Linked DNA regions of Sus scrofa: region 1 is linked to region 2. Evidence: chromatin contacts called from public HiChIP or PLAC-seq data. All regions are on one chromosome and are shown on one strand. The core of a region is the stretch at or near the end of the contact, and the rest is flanking DNA. Distances in the headings are between cores, read along the strand shown.

Region 1 (3,748 bases), core at 19-2,518, 140 kb before region 2:
TAAAGCCAGCTTTTGCCTGAAGATGGAGTTCAGTCTTTTTACATGTTGTAGCAGGTAAGAGATTGCTCCTATAAAATCGTGTGCTTTAAAAGAAAATCATCACTGCCATCACTCATGTGCAAGCCACTATCCTTTTTCACATTGAGTTTCCATTATTCTCTGCTGTTGTCCAATGCATTCTTGATACTTCAGTAAGAGTGATATTTTACTTTATAATATACGTTTGAAAAGTATCACTGGGGGTGTGGGATGGAAATCCTATAAAACTGGATTGTGATTGTCATTGTACAACTATAAATATAATAAATTCATTGAGTAGTAAAAAAAGTATCAGAAGGAGGAGTTCCCATTGTAGCTCAGCAGGTTTAAAGACCAGACGTTGTCTCTGTGAGAATGTGGGTTCGATCCCTGACCTTGCTCAGTGGGTTAAGGATCTGGCATAGCCTGCAGATTTGGCTTGGATCTGGTGTTGGTGTGTCTGTGGCATAGGCCCCAGTTGCAGCTCTGATTTGACCCCTGGCCCTGGGACTTCCGTATGCTGCAGGTGCAGCCTTAAAAAGAAAAAAAAATTATCAGAAGGATACATGCATGTAGTTCAAAATAAACAGTCGTGATATATTTAATAAAGTAGGAGCCCTTCATGCCTTCTCTTTACGCCAATGGAACATACACACAAAGAAAATATCCATATATTCCTGTTTTATTGAATGATTTTAATATGAATGGACTCGGAATTATGTCAAATGATTGTTTTAGAGGAGCAGTAATCTAAGGATCAATGAATTTGTAAGAATTAGAATCATACAAAGTTTGGGCACTGACCAAAATGAAGTTAAATTTGAAATCAATGTATAAACACATAATCAGATATCTGTAAACTAAAACACACTTCTTTTGAATAAAACATGGGTCCAGGAGTTCCCATTGTGGCTCAGTGGTTAACAAACCCAACTAGTATCCATGGGTACGTGTGTTCAACTCCTGGTCTTGCTCAGTGGTTTGGGGATCCTGCGTTTGCCGTGAGCTGTGATGTAGGCTGGCAGCTGTAACTCCAGTTTGACCCTTAGCCTGGAAACCTCCATATGTCATGGGTGCGGCCCTAAAAAGACAAAAGACCAAAAAAAAAGTCCATTGACTCTTTTTTATTATATGACTTCACAGAAGTTTTGTAATTCCTCATGATTCTACAGATTTCTTGATATGTTTATTTTATGCTGTATTTCCCCCTAATTGCAGCTCTGTGCTTCTTCTTGGCCTTCTTAGGGATTTGTCTGCTAGAGACAAGTGATGCTGCCTCACATCTACTCCTCATTGGCTGGAGAGAAAACCATTATATCCTTAAAAATAGCTCTGCAAAATCTCTTTGCCGTCATTGTCTTTATTTGAGTGTTAGAGTTGAGCGTCAGCATTAAAAGTCAGAGTTTTGGGGAAGGGAAGTAGCTGTAGGAAGCCACTTAGTACGTAAGCGTACCTTCCATCTTCCAGGGCACCCTGCTCTTGCCTCGACACAATTGCTCTAATATCAAAGGGAGGTGATAGGATCAGCAGTGGGAGGAGGGGACAGAGTCACAATTAGATCATGAATCTTAAACCAGTGGTGGCTCAGCACTAACAGGTATTCAAGAAGTAATTAACTATAAATGTTAGCAGCTTAATGTGTTTGCCTCTTGGGAAATCCAGGGGATAGGTCTTGTGTGAAGGGGTCAAATAAACATCAGAGTCAAATAAACATCATTTGTAACCCAGCTGTGGCCCTGGTCCTGGCTCTATTCAATGAAAATGATTGATGACTCCAGATCCGTTGGTGAGTAGCTGATCCTCACAGCTTCTGGGTCAACCAAAAGGTTCCAGGGTGTATTAGCGGATAAGAAGGAAATAAGGCTGAGGGTTTGGGAAATGTACCCAAATGCCTCCCAATTGTCTGGGAGCAAAGCCATTTTTTAAGGTGTCAAAGAGAGAGGTACAACTCTAGTATAAAATGATTGCGGGTCCAATCCTTATTTCTTTCCTTTATCCCATCCAATATTAAAAAGGATACTTGGCACAGGGAACTATATCTGATCACCTGTGATAGAACATGATAGAAGAGATGATATGAGAAAAAGAATGTACACATATGTATGACTGGGTCACTTTGCTGTGCAGCAGAAATCGACAGAACATTGTAAATCAACTAGAATAAAAAATTAAAAACTATTTAGTTTCTCTGTCCTATGTTTTTGGAACTATTGTTCTTGTTCCAATCCAAGAACAGTCAGGCCAATGAGGAGGTGCAGGCAGATTTTCAAGTAGCCCTCCAGACACAATAATGTATTGCTGTTATATTAGTCTGTTTTTATTACTGAGCCTTTTACATGCCATGTAGCTTTTTAGGCACGTTCTGAATACTGGCTCATGGAGTCCTCACAGCAATCCTTTGAGGAAGTACTGTGAGGATGAGCATCCACAGTTACGGATGAGGAAACTGGCACAGAGGATTTTAAGAGCTTGTGTGATGGTACAACCCTGGAAAATTGTAAGACCCCAATTCAATACGGGCAGAAGATAACTGCTGCCAGAGGGACCTGCTTAACTACTATGCGACACTGCCTTTCATAGCCGGGGACCCACTTCTGTTATTCAGATGAGATGGTTGAATATGGTCTGCCCAGAACTTCTTTCATGTTACGTCATATCAAAGACCGGTACTATCTTGGAAGCTGGAAATTGGCAGTCTTTTTTTTTTTTTTTTTTTTGCCTTTTAGGGCCAAACTCAAGGTTTATGGAAGTTCCCCGGCTAGGTGTTGAATTGAATTAGAGCTAGAGCTGCCGGCCTACACCACAGCCACAGCAACGTGGGATACAAGCCTCATCCGTGACCTACACCCCAGCTCACGTGGCAACTCCGGATCCCCAACGGAGGCCAGGGGTTGAATCCTCACCCTCTCGGCTACTAGTCAGATTCATTTCTGCTGTGCCACAGTGGGAACGCCTGAAATGTGTACTCTTGTTGCTGACTCAGCTCTTTTCCATCAGGTCCCTTGAGGGGCAAGTTCTGGATGGACATTTCTATGTTCTCAGTACTTGTAATCCCTGGTATCTATTAAGTAGGTGCCTAATAAATTAAAATAAATTCTTTATAGACAAACACACACACATATAGGCATGAATGTGTGATTGTATTCCATACAGAACCTGCACAGATCAGAAGCCTGAAACTATCTTTATCTTATGTGGGAATTGACACGCTTTGTGGTCAGGAAAGCTGGTCTTCTCACACCAAGGTCAAGTGTGGCTGTAGGAGGCGGAGCCTGCAGGTGCAGCAGCATGTGGAGGGTACTTCTGACGCCCCCCTTCTCTCGAGGAAGAGAGTGTCCTATCCCAGTCGGCGTTCCCATCTTCCCCCCTGGACAACCTCAGACTTTTAATGGCTTCGAGGTTTAGACCACATGTGCAAGTGTGAGATATTTCTCTTCTCAATTTTTTTTTTGTGGTGTATGATAGGAAGTCATTATTTTAATTCTTGGAGATGAATTTGTTTACAGTATTAAATTACACATGACGGAAATGAGAAGGGTTGACGTCAAAGGTCATGTGAAAAGATTGAGAGGTGGGTTTAACAATTCAAATTAGATTGAAAGCTGTTAATGGGTGGCCTTGAAGGTCGGAGACACCTCAAGCCTAGTGGAGAGAAACAAGGGGACAGAAGAGACAGAGGGGCTACTTCAAGAGTTCCAAATATTATTCTGACTAATAGTTCAATACAAAT
Region 2 (3,545 bases), core at 691-3,190:
AACAGGAGGATTATTTATTTGATTTTAGAACATTGGCTGGCTCTTAATTTTATGAAGAAAAATATATTTTCCAGGGGAAATTTTCAAAAAGGCACATAGTTAGGAATTGCTCACTTTAAAAAGTGCTGAAAACTATTATACATCTATTTTATTAGGCACTTTTCTGGCATTGATTCATTGTTTGTTATATACATTCACAAAACAGAATCCAGAATCAGATCCCTGAACTTTTGAGGTTTAGATGAATACAGAGAGTTTCACGTTGTTTGTAAGATATATCCTGAACTCTCTCCTTTGAACAAAATAGATACCTCACAAATATATATGTGCAAATATTCATAGCAATATTAGTTATTATAACACAAAGCTGGAAACCATCGAGTTAGTGAATGGAAAGCATTTTGTACTGTGTGTGTACAATGGAATACTATTTAGCAACCCCCAAAGAACATGATGCAAAATGGATGAACTTCAAAAATACTATACTATGTGAAATAAGCCAGACACAAATAATTACTTTTCATATGATTCTATTTGCATGAAATATCAGAAAAGGCCAATTTAGACACTGAAAATTGGGTCTCTAGAGTTTGGGATAAGGGTGGGTATTAACTGTTAACAGAATACTTTTGGAGGATGGAAATATTCTAAAACTGAACTGTGTTGGAGTTTCCATTGTGGCGCAGCAGAAACAAGCCAATGAGGTTGTGGGTTTGATCCCTGGACTCAATCAGTGGGTTAAGGATCCAGTGCTGCTTTGAACTGTGGTGTAGGTCACAGACATGGCTCAGATCCCTTGTTGCTGTGGCTGTGGTGTAGGCCAGTGGCTACAGCTCAGACTTGACCCCTAGCCTGGGAACCTCCATACGCTGTGGGTGTAGCCCTAAAAAGCAAAAAAAAAAAAAAAAAAAAAAAAAAAAAAAAATTGGACTGGGTTGATAAGATGCACACATCCATAAAATTGCTAGAAATTTTCCTGTTGAATATGATGTAAACTGTGGGTTTGCCGTATATAGGCTTTATTATATTCAGCTCTCTTCCTGCTATATCCATTTTACTGAGAATTTTAATCATAAATAGGTGTTGCATCTTCTCAAATGCTTTTTCTTCATTTATTGAAATAATCGTGTAATTTTTACCCTTCAGTTTTTAATGTGGTGTGTCATGTTGATTGATCTGCAGATGTTGAAACATCTGTGCGTCCCTCTACTAAATTCCATATCACGGGGTATGATCCTTTTAACGTATTGTTGCATTTGGTTAGTTAATATTTTGTGGAGGATTTTTACATGTATATTCATCACAGACATTGGCCTGTCATTTTTTTGTGTGTACTGTCTTATCTGGTTTTAGCATTAAGGTAATGTTGAATCGTGAAATGAGTTAGGAAGCATTCTTTCCTCTTCAGTTTATTGGAATAATTTGAAAAGAATAGGTTTAAATCATTGAATGTTTGGTTGAAGTCATCTGTGAAGCCATCTGGTCCTGGATTTTTTGTTTTTTGGGAGATTTTGGGTTATTCTTTCTTTTTTAATGTAAATTTTATTGGCGTGCCGGTGATTTTCAATGTTGTGTTAGTTTCAGGTGTACAGCAAAGTGAATCAGCCATACATATACATATACATCCATTCTTTTTCAGAGTTTTTCCCCATGTAGGCTACTCCAAGGTGTTGAATAGATTTCCCCAAGCTATGTAGTAGGTCACTGTTACTGATTAATTTGACTATATTAGTGTGTATATACCAATCCCAATCTCCCAGTGCATCCCTCCCCCGCAAAATTTCCCCTTTGGTAACCATAAGTTTGGTTTTATTTTATTTTTTATTTTCTTATTTTTTAGGGCCACAGGTGCGGTGGCATATGTAAAATGCCAGGCTAGGGGTCAAATCGGAACTACAGCTGCTGGCTTTCATCACAGACACAGCAATGTCACAACAATTTCGCTTCTGTGAAATACACCACAGCTCACAGCAATGCCAGATCCTTAACCCACTAAGCTAGGCCAGGGATTGAACCCGCATTCTTAAGGATTTCAGTCAGTTTTGTTTCCGCTGAGCCACAAGGGGAACTCCTAAATTTGGTTTTAAAATCTTTGTGTCTTTCTGTTTTGTGAAGAAGTCTTTTGTATTATTTTTATTAGATTCCACATATTAGTGATCTCATATGATATTTGTCTTTTTCTGTCTTACTTCACTCAGTTTGATAATCTTTAGGTCCATCCATGTTGCTACAAATGGCATTATGATGTTCTTTTTAATGGCTGAGTAATATTCCACTGTACATATATGTACCACATCTTTATGCAGTCCTCTGTGGATGGACATTTAGGTTGCTTTCATGTCTTGGCTATTGTAAAGAGTGCTGCAGTGAACATTGGGGTGCATGTATCTCTTTTGAATTATGGTTTTTTGTGGGTATATGCCAAGGAGTGGGATTGCTGGATCGTATAGTAGTTCTATATTTAGTTTTTTTTTTTTTTTTTGATGGCTGCACCTGCTGCATATGGAAGTTTCTGGGACAGAGACTGAATCCAAGCTGCAGCTGTGACCTATGCCATAGTTGTAGCAATGCCAAATCCTTTAACCCACTGCGCCTGACCCAGGATCAAACATACACCTCCTCAGTGACCCAAGCTACTGCAGTTGGATTCTGAACCTGCTGTGCCACAGCAGGAACTCTCATATTTAGTTTTTTAAAGTATCTCCACATTGCTCTTAGCAGTTCCACCAACCTACATTCCCACCTGCAGTGTAGGAGTGTTCCCTTTTCTCTACACCCTCTCCTGCATTTGTTTTTTGTAGACTTTTTGATGATGGCCATTCCGACTGGTGTGAGGTGATATCTCATTGTCGGTTTGATTGGCATTTCTCTAATAATTAGTGATGTTTGGATTACTCTTTCAATCTATGTACTAGTGGCTGGCCTATGAAAAATAGAGAGTTTCTATTTCTTCATGATTCAGTTTTGAAAGGTCATATGGTTCTAGGAATTTATCTGTTCTTCTGGGTTGTGCAATTTGTTGGTATATAGTGTTCATAATCCATTATGATCCTTTGTATTTCTGTGGTATCCATTGTTATTTCTCCTCTTTCATTTCAGATTTTATCTATCAGATCTTTTCCTTTTTTTCTTAGTGAGTCTAGCTAAGTCTTTATCAATTAAAAAAAGATTCAATTTGCATTTCTCTAATAATCAGTGACGTTGAGCATTTTTTTCATGTGTTGGTTGGCCATCTGTATATCTTCCTTGGAGAAATGTCTATTCAGGTCTTTTGTCCATTTTTCAATTGAAAAAAAGGAAAAGAAGTGTTAGTGAAAATGTGGAGGAATTGGAACTTTTGTACATTGATGGTTGGAATGCAAGATATTGCAGCTATTTTAAAAAACAGCTTGGTCATTTCTAAAAAATGTTAAACATGGGATTATCATGTGACTGGGTAATTCTACTTCTAGTCATGTACTCAAAAGAAATAAAAACTTGTGCATGAAAAAAAGATTTGTTAATTTTATTTATCATTTCAGTAAACTAGCTCTTAGTTTCTTTGA

Evidence for each region. HiChIP or PLAC-seq counts read pairs in DNA pulled down with a chosen protein or histone mark.
Region 1: a contact with region 2 is called in an H3K27ac HiChIP or PLAC-seq map of alveolar macrophages. The contact joins two enhancer-like sites.

The regions. Positions count from the first base shown.
Region 1 is chr7:24,981,106-24,984,853 of Sscrofa11.1, reverse strand. It overlaps LOC100155975 (a long non-coding RNA gene), which reads left to right. Exons shown (of 5, transcript XR_002345629.1): 5 at 1-3,748. Among named protein-coding and RNA genes, the nearest start is that of SLA-DQB1, 5.7 kb to the right of the region's middle. Within about 2 kb of position 1,268, at least 10 of the 83 cell types and tissues checked have an H3K27ac peak or open chromatin away from gene starts, as enhancers often do. A contact at or near this core is called in alveolar macrophages, where this site is marked.
Region 2 is chr7:24,837,501-24,841,045 of Sscrofa11.1, reverse strand. No RefSeq gene overlaps it. Among named protein-coding and RNA genes, the nearest start is that of SLA-DRA, 14 kb to the right of the region's middle. Within about 2 kb of position 1,940, at least 1 of the 83 cell types and tissues checked has an H3K27ac peak or open chromatin away from gene starts, as enhancers often do. A contact at or near this core is called in alveolar macrophages, where this site is marked.